Regions from separate parts of the Danio rerio genome. Here region 2 is linked to region 1. Evidence: chromatin contacts called from public HiCAR-type data. All regions are on one chromosome and are shown on one strand. The core of a region is the stretch at or near the end of the contact, and the rest is flanking DNA. Distances in the headings are between cores, read along the strand shown. Region 1 overlaps LOC141377826 (a long non-coding RNA gene). Region 2 overlaps plekhg2 (pleckstrin homology domain containing, family G (with RhoGef domain) member 2).

What was found. HiCAR-type assays count read pairs that join an accessible place to other places.
Region 2: a contact with region 1 is called in a HiCAR-type map of caudal fin, with 2.6 times the contacts expected there. The contact joins two enhancer-like sites. A contact is called at or near these places in 1 of 18 Hi-C or Micro-C datasets (embryo) and 1 of 4 datasets of contacts at active chromatin or transcription factors (caudal fin).

Annotation. Positions count from the first base shown.
Region 1 is chr15:22,720,011-22,725,966 of GRCz12tu, forward strand. LOC141377826 (a long non-coding RNA gene) reads right to left here. Exons shown (of 4, transcript XR_012390815.1): 4 at 1,152-2,108. Among named protein-coding and RNA genes, the nearest start is that of spint2, 16 kb to the left of the region's middle. Within about 2 kb of position 2,206, at least 30 of the 62 cell types and tissues checked have an H3K27ac peak or open chromatin away from gene starts, as enhancers often do. A contact at or near this core is called in caudal fin, where this site is marked.
Region 2 is chr15:22,803,557-22,809,512 of GRCz12tu, forward strand. The region is part of intron 4 of plekhg2 (pleckstrin homology domain containing, family G (with RhoGef domain) member 2); the gene reads left to right. Among named protein-coding and RNA genes, the nearest start is that of il15l, 32 kb to the right of the region's middle. Within about 2 kb of position 2,990, at least 7 of the 62 cell types and tissues checked have an H3K27ac peak or open chromatin away from gene starts, as enhancers often do. A contact at or near this core is called in caudal fin, where this site is marked.

The sequences.
Region 1 (5,956 bases), core at 956-3,455:
ATGTCTGATGATATTTTGTTCTTTTGGGGAAAGTCTTATTTGTTTTATTTCAGCTAGAATAAAAACAGTTTTAATTTTTTAAACATAATTTTTAAGGACAAAATTATGAGCCTCTTTAAGCTTTATATTTTTTCGATAGTCTACAGATAACTTGCCTAATTACCTGAACCTGCCTAGGTAACCTAATTAACCTAGTTAAGCCTTTAAATGTCACTTTAAGCTGTACAGAAGTGTCTTTAAAAATATCTAGTCAATTTAATGTCACCATGGCAAAGATAAAAGAAATCAGTTTATAGAGATAAGTGATTGAAACTATTATGTTAAGAAATGTGTTGGAAAAAAATCTTCCCTCTGCTAAACAGAAATGACTTCTGACTAACTATAAATTAATCTATTTTATTTATATAGTTATTTAAACAACACTATCATTGATTTTAATACATTTTGTATTTGTTTTAGTCTAAATGTTATTTATGTGGATCAACAATTTTTTAAAAACACTTAATTTTTGTAATTGAATTTTTTCATTATGGAATTTTTTGTTTTGTTAACAGGGGGATTAATGTAAGTGTATGTTAAATGTAATAAAATATATAACTATAAAATAGATATATAACTACCAGTCAAAAGTTTGGAGTCATTTTTTTCCCCATTTTTATTTTTTAAAGAAAATTTTCATCAAAAAAAGTTAATCAAGATGGCATTTATTAAATGCAAAAAATACATTTTTATTGTTAAATATTTATTACAATTTTACTGTTTTCTTATTGTATGTAATTTCAATCGAAATTATTACTCCAGTCATTATTGATTTTATTAATAATAATAATAATAATAATAATAATGAATTAATTATTATTATTATTATTATTATTCAAATTAGAGTGATCCTTCTGAAGGATCATTCGACTCTGAAGACTGGAGTAATGACAATTCATCATTAAAATCACCGGAATAAATGATTTTAAAAAAATAATAAACTACTTTTGTTATTTTATAGTGCAATAACATTTCACAATTTTACATTTTGTACAGTATTTTTGATGAAATAAAAGCAGCCTTCGTAGGTAGAATAAGCTTTTTAAAAAACATAAAAAATCCTACTGACCTCAGACTTTTTACCAGTAATGTAAATGCTCAAACTAATTCTTAAAAATAAAAATAAAAAACATTCCCCCGGAGAAAGCAATCGAATTCACATTTCAATAGCCACCAGAGGGCGATGGTGCATTTAATGTCGGCACGTTTTTAAGCATACAAAGAAATGCAAAGTCAGTGCTGTATTATTTTGGTCTCCTTTTAATTAATATCACATGCATTACTATCCAAACGTGAAAGAGTGTTTGGATTTTTTTTTTTTAGTTGATTTTTTACTTTAAATCAGAACTTAAACTTTAGCACTTGTTGTTCAAGAAATAAACCACTTCAGTATCTAAAACAAGAAATGCTTTTAAATTGATCTTTAAACTGACAATGCTTTTAAACTACCCTTCTAAAATGCAAATATCTTGTCATACGGAGTTCAAGCAAAGTTACATTTATTTATAATCAGATACAGTATTTTTCAGAAGAGAAAGTCACACACTGAGCTGCGTTTGGAATGTAGTTGAATGTAGTTTCCGTCTTTGTCTCAGCAAGCGGAGAGCTCTGAAATTAGGTCATAAAGACTAAGCTATTAGCTCATTTCCCAGTCATGTAAAATCACCCCCTCTGCTCACACACAACAGGCATAAAAAAGGAAAGCAGGAGAACATGACATAAAAAGCCTAGCTGACACACTGCTAAATCTTAGTGTCGAAGACTAGAGGAACAACCCAACTGAACTGGGATCGATACAGTTGACAAAGAAGGTGATAAGTGGAAATGTCTTGATGGAGGTGCTTTTGGAAAACATGAGAAAGTGGGAGGAATGAGGCGGGGAGGTTGAGCTCACACTTAGATCACGAAAGTGCAGTGTGGGAAACGCCGTGTGTTTACAGAGCCTCCCCATCCATCTACTGCAGGGCTCCAGGATGTTGTAAGGGTCTTTTGTGTTTGAGTGTGTATCTGAGCCTTGGCCTGTGTAACCCCTGGATGTTGTCAGTGCCCGTGGTCATCTGGTTTCCATCCTGCAAAAGTGTAATTGTGCTTATTTAGTGTGACACCCCCCTCTTTCTCCAGCGCTCGCTCCTCAGCCGTCACGCCAGCTGCCTGACCGACTGCAGAGATGCTCAGCATTCCATGAATGTGAACGCGCCAAAGCCTCCTGATGCACCCAAACACACAATCATCTCCAGTCCAGTGATTGAAAGTTGTGAAGACAGATCTTTCCAAACGGACTGCAGAATCACATGCATACTCTGACTTCATTGATATCTTGTGCAAGTAGGAGGAGAGTTCTCATTGTAGATAGAATCTGATTGGACAAAAATTTAGGCACGCCCACAAGTGCAAGATGAGTCATCAATATTATTTGCTAAGTATTAGATAAACTAGATTGGATGTGTGAATGAGTCTATGGGCACTGGGGCTTTGCATCTGCCAGTAAAACATATGACAAATAATTGGCGGTTCATTCCGCTGTGGTGACCCCTGTTAAATAAGGGACTAAGCTGAAGAAAAATGACTGAATGAATGTTTTCCTGCATTGAAATGCCTCCAAGATTGGCCCAATCCCAAACAGCACACTTCATATTCACTTGTGATCTTATGATGTTTGGTGTTTGTTCAATTTAAGAGTTTTTCGAAGTCCCATTTAACATCCTTGCTTTCAGAAGGGTGCAAGGGCTTGCAAACACACCCTTAATAACCACTATATGCCCTGATACCTATTAGGTGAGCTCCTAGCAGACTATAGTCAAAACGACATCATGTAAAGATTTAAAGAGGGTTGAGGTTATCATTCATTCATTTTCTATTCGGCTTAGTCTCTTTATTCATCAGGGGTCGCCACAGTGGAATGAAACGGCAACTTATCCAGCATATTTTTTACACAGTGGATGCCCTTCTAGCCGCAACCCAACACTGGAAAACACCCACTTACTTTTGCATTCACACACATACACTACAGCCAATTTAGTTTATTCGGTTCACATATACCTCATGTCTTTGGACTGTGGGGAAAACCGAAGCACCCAGAGGAAACCCACGCGAACATGGGGAGAACATGCAAACTCCACACAAAAATGCCAACTGGCCCAGCCAAGACTCGAACCAGTTACCTTCTTGCTGCCAGGCAACAATGCAAATCATTGACCTACACTGCCGCACCAAAATCTAAATTTACAATGTTTATTTTGCTAACTCACATTGTTTTTCTTCTGGGTGAATAAATTATTTCACTTAAATGTTTTGTTTTGGTAATCTTCAAAGTCTGACCATTTCCTTCCACCTTTGCTGTGGCGATCCTTCTGTTCACTTCAACTTGAGAGCTTCCATAGCAACTGTATATTTTGATCCTTAACGCTCCACGCTTACTGTTAGCTTGCTAATATTCTGATTTATTTGAAAGTACATCAACATACTGCAATAAAACTCCCGGCAATGTTTGGTTTACATGTTTTTTAAAGCCCAGGGGAGTGAGGTTTACTACAGATCTCACTAGTTAGCTTTCATCAAAACAAGGGGTTCTGGATTTTTATTAAAAGACTTATGGAGCCACTCTATATTAATAAAGCTGTTAGTTTGGTTTTCTCACATGTGGTACGTCTGTTGTGAGAGCTGTTGTTTACCTAGTGAAATCCTGCATCAATTCCTGCACCACTGCAGCCCTCTGCACCTCTCAGGCCTGTCACCACGTCTTTAGTGCCTGACAACAGACCTCAATGAAGAACACCAGAAGACCAATACAAACCCCAAATGACTCAAAACAGAGAGAAAGAGAGAATGACATGGGAGAAAGACACTAAAAAGACGTGTCAAGACAAGGTTATGATAAATGACACATAAGAAGAGGAAAGAGTGCACTGGGTTAGAGAAAGCCACTGGTGATGATGTCATGGCTTTGGCTCTCCAGAGCGTGGAGTGGGACGGGCCTGAGCACAGCTTTCAGGGGGGGTAAGGGGGCCGTGGATTGGATCTTGGTGGAAGGGGGACTGTAATTTGAGTGACCCCCATCTCAAATTGAAAGCAGTTGTGAATTCTCTGGAGGGTGAAGTTTAGCAATCCAGACTCAGCTCGTGGTTCCCACGACATAGTTCGACCTCCCCCCTCTCTCTGTCCCGATGTCCGCTCATTCTCTCGTTCCTTCCGAAAAATCACTGGTCTCCGTGCCTATAAATGGGAAGTCTGGTGGCATTTTCGAGGAATGGTCTGCACTGAAAAAGGCAATAAGGAGTACTCACAGCATCCATGCTTATTAAAAGAAATCTGGAGATTATAAAATGCCTCTGAAATGGAAAATAGTTGAGGCAGATAATTTAGGAGACGGTTGAGTGGCTAGACCGCACCCGGCTTATTTTGCTCTCGATTTTCTCTATCGTAATGTCTTAGGCTTTATCTCTCTCTTTTTTTGTAAGACAAAGCTTTGTTTTTTTGCAACATGTGGGTCAGGGACATGACACTTATTTTATTTTTTTTGTTCAGATCTGATCAATTATTAAAAAATATAATCAAATACTATTCACAGATATAAGTGAATTGAAAACTTTTATTTAAATTCATGTTGATCATTTTTAAATGGGACCTATTATGCCTCTTTTTACAAGATGTAAAATAAGTCTTTGATGTCCCTAGAGTGTTTATGTCATGATTTAGCTCAAAATAATGTTTTATAACTTTGAAACCATTCGCTAGCCTTTGATCCGAATTGTGCCGCTTTGGTGACGGTCTCATAGTGTTTATGCAGACTGTTTTTATGAAGTGATTAAAAAAAACATTTAATTAATGTTTACCATTAGTGTAACATTTGGACGCTGGACAGCGGAGTTGAGGATTCACATGCAGTTTATTTATAAGAGTAGTAAGACAGGCAATGGTCTAACAGGTAGCAAAGAGGAGCATAAGGTAATCCAAGATCTTGTCAAAAAAACAGGCGAATGGTCAGTACAGACGGCAAAAAATAAAAAATGAGGGATGGCTGACTTGAAACTGATGTTTTGACACAGTGTTGAGTTCCCGAAGCACAAGTGTTTCGAAACACTGCACCAAAGCATGATTCAAAACACCCAGGTCACTTGACTAAGATGATTCAAAACACCCAGGTTACGTGACTAAAGCGTTTTGAAGCGCCAGATCACGTGACTAAAGCGATCCAAATCATCAGCCATTTCAGAAGCTTTTCGAGACCTGGCGAATCTGCATTTAACTGACAAGGTTAGAAAAAATCTCTGTCATGTAACATAGTGGACTGTGCTTTTGCACAGAGTAACTGTGCTGCAAATGACCTGAGTTCGTATCCCATCTTGTACAAATACTCTGAAATTATGACTTGATGTATTTATTAATGTTACTTTTTATGACTAAAACAACATATTTATTTACAAAGTGTTTATCAGGATGTCAGACCAATGTTAAAACAAAACACGTTACAAGAACAGAGCATTTAAAAACATCTATAGCTGCGTCACCCTGAATTCGAACCCATTATGTCTGCATGCTAGTCAGGAACTCTCACCGCTTTACTAAATTTACAACTCTAATGTTGGGTTTAATACCTCAATTTGCTAAACTGTTTCTTTACTGAAGCTGTTAAAGATTAATACATAAAAATTACCACTAGGTGTCATTGTAAAGATGGGTTTTGAAACCTATTGAAGCTTGACACATTTGCTTTGACTGTTTCAGAGTTTCATGAAGTCTCACTTTGCCCACAACTATCAATAACACAAAAACAAGGTGAGGATCTAAACAAAGAAAGACTTGACAGGATTAATGCGTTGTGATGCTACAGGATAACAAGACTCAGCACTGTGTGTGTGAATGTGATGTATATTTATTGTCCTGGTAATCAGTCAATGGTGAGCTTCCAGCTGTGTGT
Region 2 (5,956 bases), core at 1,740-4,239, 84 kb after region 1:
CTGTTTTACATACCGTAATTGTCTTTGTCGGTCCGGTCCAATCCACTTCATCCCCTCTAATGACATTAGGCAGTGTTGAAATTGAACATGGCGCCTTACTGCCAGTTCTTGTGGGAAATTAGCTAGGCTGTGTTGAAAGTCTTCGAAACTCTTGGGTGTCCTCGTGACCTCTTTTAATAAAGCTTCCTTTAATAAAAATCACAGAGCTTTTGTTCTCATCACAGCTGCTTTTGGCCTCTGTTTGAGATCATTTTGGCATGTAATGAGCAGAATAAGTTATTAGTTTATAAGAAATCCGCTCGTAAAGGAACAGTTCACCCAGAAAAAAAAGTTCTGTCTTCATGGTACCCAGTGTTTGAAATATTAAATTCAAAATAGGGCTGCATGATGTCGAAATTATCTGACATTTTGATATTTAGTTTTTCTGTGATATGAGTACAGTTCCAACAGATCATACGTTTAGATTGATAGGGGTGAGTTTGTAAGGGTGTAAATCATGTGTAAAAATATAAGAAAGAAAATTACTAGCCAGAATAATTCCAATAGAGCAATGAAAAAGTTAAATAAACAGTGCTTTGCGGTTTTCTGTAGAGTCAAACAGTATTCTGGGACAGAAATTGTGTAATGTAAAACAACACAGTATAGTCTTAGTTGGATTAATTCAGTAAAATTATTCTTCAATAAAATGTGACTAAATGCTTTAAACTCTTCTAAAATGCCTTTAAAACACATGTAAAAGAAAAAAGTTTCAATCTGTTGTGGCGATATTTTATTCTAGACTCCACAAATCTCATGTATTCTCAACTGTTGTGCTGATCAGCTATAATCCCAACTCAACATTGCATATTACTATATCGATGCTGAAACAATATTGTGAATTCAAAATGTAATATGCTGTCTCTATTTGATTAAAAATACAGTAGGAACATTTATATTGGGAAGTACTGTATTACAGTTATTTGTATTACAATTACAATTGTAATACATATATTATTATATATGTATTACAATTATTTGGATGCATTTTAATGTTCAGTGTCATCAATACAGTATTAACACCCAATTCAAACAGGGCGTCTACGATAACACTTCTCATTTACTTTGAGTAGAGTGACATCAAACATTTCTGACTGAATTTTGAGTCCGTGCAGGTATCATCAATCAGCAATTATGCAAATATACTAGCGCAGATGCTGGCCAATCGTGTAACACCAGAGAACAGAATTTGTTAAATAGAAGAAAAGCACTTAATATAGTGGTTGGTAGTCACCCAGTGGTTTATGATCAATCTTTGTATTCATATCGGGACTGGTATTGGAGGAATCAAACCTGACAGGATGTGCAAAAGTGGTCTGTGGATTTAGTGTGCATGGTGGTGTGGAATTGTCAATTGTTTTACTGCAGTACACAACAAAAGTCTTGTTGTCATTACAAATATTGCAGAAGACCTATTGGAACCCGCATGGACCCAAGATTCTCACAGAAATCAGTCAAGTTTGGTGAAGAAAAAATCACTGTTTGGGGTTACATTTAGTATGGGGGCATGCAAGAGATCTGCAAAGAGGATGGCAACATCAAAAGTCTGAGGTATCAAGACATTTTTGCTGCCCATTACATTACAAACCACAGGAGAGAGCAAATTCTACAGCAGGACAGTGCTCCTCTCATACTTCAGCCTTCACATCAAAGTTCCTGCAAGCAAAGAAGTTCAAAGTGCTCCAGGATTGGCCAGCCCAGTCACCAGACATGAACAATATTGAGCATATCTGGGGTAAGATGGAGGAGGCATTAAAGATTAATACAAAGAATCTTGATGAAGTCTGGGAGTCCTGCAAGAACGCTTTCTTTGCCATTCCAGATGACTTTATTAATAAGTTATTTCAGTTGTTGCAGAGATGTATGGATGCAGTCCTCCAAGCTTATGGGAGTCATACACAATATTAATTATTTTTCCACTGCACCATGGCTTTATAGTCTATGCTGTACATTATTTCTGTTAAGTGACAAGACTTTTGTCAAAGCAAAGTCAGACCTTACTGTCCTAATTAAATAATTAAAAATCAAGGCATGATCATATTTTATTTTGGTATAATAAGCGTAATCTAGAGGCCTTTGCCCTTATATAAGCCACTTCTGATACCAAATGATCAACTAGAAGTCACGTTATTATTTGTTGTTCCTAAAACTTGGATAGGCGAAAAGACTTTTGTCAGTTAGTGCATGACATATACTATGACAGCTAACATTGCATTAGTGAAAAGCTAAACATAAACTTTCAGAAATCATTCTGATAAGATAATTTACTGCATCTCATACTTTCTTATTAGTATCAGTGTTGAAAACAGTTCTGTGAAAACCCTTAGGATCATACTTTGTTGAATTAAAAAAGTTCAATAGTTAAAAAGTACAACTTTTTGTTGTTATATTTTGTCTTTTTTTAAATCAATTTACTGCATCTTTGATATAAAAGTAAACTTTCTTTGTACTATTATTCAATAATACTGCATGTATATTATTATTTCATCCACTAAATGTCCATGATTAATAGGTTGAAATATAAGTCACTTTCTAATGAAGTAATGTATTTAACTCGAGTGAATAATGACTGAAATATGCTCCGCTCATCCCACAAATCTGTGTGTTTATGGAAAACAGTGAGTTGGAAATTATTCAATACATCTCTGATCGCTTTTCAGAGAAAGAATAACAGCATGCGGGTTTGGAACATCAACAAGAGTGCGTCGATTTTCACTTCTGAGCAAACTGTCCCTTGAAAGGAGCTCTCGTGCTTACCTCTGCAGTTGTTAAGACTTTCTAAAATAAATGACTGACCTTGTTTTCCTCCCCTGCCTTACAGTTTAAACACACAAAGACTCTCTCTTTGTCTTTTGGTCCTCTTAAAAGCCCCTCTGCTCATCGCTGTGGAATGCAGCCTCTGTATTCAGGCTGGATTCTGTTGAGTCTACTTTCTTGGCACCGCTCTGAGCTTTAGGACACATACAGATGTCATTTTTCTCTTAGCCAAAGCAGCCGGGCTCCGAGGTAAAGCTCCAGCCCCTGTGGTGAACAAGCCACACATGACCTGTCAGAAAGTGAGGGTGCAGCCAAGCAAGCAGTGCATCGTGGGACAGCAGACAGGACTTATTTTGTTCCCACAGACATCTGTCCAGTTCTAGAGAAGCATTGTAAATTGTGCCTTTTGCGCTGGAATGCTGCATTTGTCTTGCGACTGCAACAGAACGAGCTGTTTTTACTGGCTTGGGAATCTCCTCACTATTTTGCAGTGATGAAAACATTCCACTGCTGACTCATTCCTGGGTTTTGCAATCGTTCTTTCAAAACCCTCTCATCAGTTTGTATTGTTCTAGGTTTATTTTTGTTCTTATAATCACACTCTACTGTGTCATTCCGCACTCATTTCTGGTGCCCTTAAATGGGTGTTAAAACTTCAGGGTCAGCCACATTGCACCCATTTGTCTTCAGTGACTTTTTTGGATGGATGCTTTTTAAGCCATTGAAAGAACAGTAAACAAATGCAGCGGGGAAAAGAAGTATTGAACACGTCATATTTTATTCCTGGGGGTAATGTTTCTAAAGGAGCTGTTAACATGGAATTAAACCTGATTTTGCAAACAATTACAAACATAAAAATAAAACAAAACAATCTGACACAAGCAGAAAGTACTGAGACATATTTAATAATTTATATAAAAGGCTTTTTTGGTAATAGCAGCCTTAAGTCACCTTATATGAAGAATGAATCATAAATTCAGGTAATATTTTTTCAACAGTATAAAATCGTAATGGTTCTGTGGGTCCACCCTGGTTTCACCTCATCATCCTGATAATGTAGATGTTGGACTGATGCAGTTAATATTAAATTACCAAGACATTGGGCAGAGGGTTGCTGAAGTACTGAGAGATTTCAGCTGCTGCCTGGGCTTTCACTGCCTTTCTACACTTTCCTTTCTTTATGTGTTTTCCCTGCATCATTTCATTTTATTATGTATAACTTAATTTGTAAACCAATTAGATTTGTTTTCTTTTCATATATGAATTTATTTGGTTGTTACCAACAGCTGGGGAAAATATTTGGTCAATGGCACCTTTAGGAATATATTTTCTTAAAAAATTGTTATATTTTTGATATTTCCCCAGCTGTATTCAATAGTTTAAAAGTTTGGTCAGTACTTTTATTCAGTAAAAGCATATTAAACTGATCAAAAGTGACAGCAAAGATTTTTTAGAATGTTATTAAAATGAATGGTTTAAATAAAGTATTTTCTTTTAATAATTTTACTTGTTAATATCAGATTGTTGTGAAAAATATTTATAACAATTTGAACTTTTCAAAATGTCCTCTTTTAAACTTTTGGGCACTGAAATGTACATTTTAGGTCTTTATATATACCAACTTGGTCTTTTTGGTACAAGAATCATTTTTGAAAAGGTATAGCCCCAGTGACAGCTTTTGTTTCTGTACAAATATTAAGCAACACTGTTTAAGAACTTTATTTAAACATTGAAAGTAATGAGAAATCTATCTTGCGCAGCAAATTGGCCTGTTAGAATGGTTTCGGAAGGGTTGTGCTGACTTCTTACTTGAGTAGGAAATCATTAAAATGTAAAATAATAATTTTTAAATTTTGACCAAAAATGCTGCAAAGATATAGAATAAACATATTTAGCGTGATGTTTCTTTATTTCTACATCTCATTATTCTTCTCAATCTCATTAAGTTCATCTTTGGAACCACGTACAGAATTAAATTGAATTTTCTAATTATATTTATGAAGTTGAAATAATATCAATGTTCATTTGAGTCTTTTATTTTATTTATTATGCAAAACAGTTGAAACTTATCCAGTTGAATTGAATCAACTGACTTGGGTTAAATTATGACAGTTAATAATTGTTTTTAGGGTCGTTTTACTTTTATTAGGATAGAATAGTGGAGACTACAGACAGGATTACAGACAACAGTGCCGTTTTTTGTTGAACTTCGTAATGTTATTGACCAGAGCTGAAAGGGATGAGGAACTTTATAGAAATTTAAGAAAAAATGTCCTAATAGTCACCTAATTGAGCTTATTATAGTCTCAAGTTTATGTTATAAATTAGTAATTAGCAACACCCCCACCCAAAAAAAGTTCTTGCTGCCTTCAATTTTTTAGATGAGTCAAACTAACTTTAGTCATCTCAACTTACATCAAACTGACTTACAATATTAAATTAACTTTATAAAATTTAAACAGTCGAGTTGAAACCCAATAAGCAGCATAAAAATATTTGTTGTCTAGACTTGTTGTCATTACTTTTTATGCAGTGTGTTAATTATTATTGCTATTTCTAACATATGAACTGAGCAGAGAAAAAAAAGCTAATTTCAGAACTGCCATTAACATAGTTATTACTCTCTGAGGCATCATACAGTAGTCATTAATGAAGCAGCCAGCACCCCATGCATGAACACTACTCCTCTATTAAAGGACTATAAATAAAGATGACTTGACTTAATGATAACCATACACCATACAGTCTCACACAGCAATTAAACATCAAGCCCCAGACAGATTCATCAACAATAAAAGCTTAACATTTATCTCCTGTGTTGGGTCTGACTTCATTTTGGATTTCACCTTAACTCTGAGAATGGGGTCTTAGGAGGTCGTAATAGAGATAAATCGAGTTTCCCCCAAAGCATCGATTTCAGTACTCTCTTGTCTCCTCACTGTCTCGCTGTCTTCTTTGATCACATTTGGGAGAAATTACTGGTGTAGATTTGTCCTGAGGATTTGTATATTGCATAAAAAAAGAAGAATGACTGTGTAAGTTTCCCCCTTCGTATAGATGCAGCGTCTCCAGCAAAAATAAAGGTTTGACTGCTGTGGGAAGTACAAGCTAGATGAAAGAAATCATTATGCACCAAACTTCTGTTTGAGTTATACACAACATG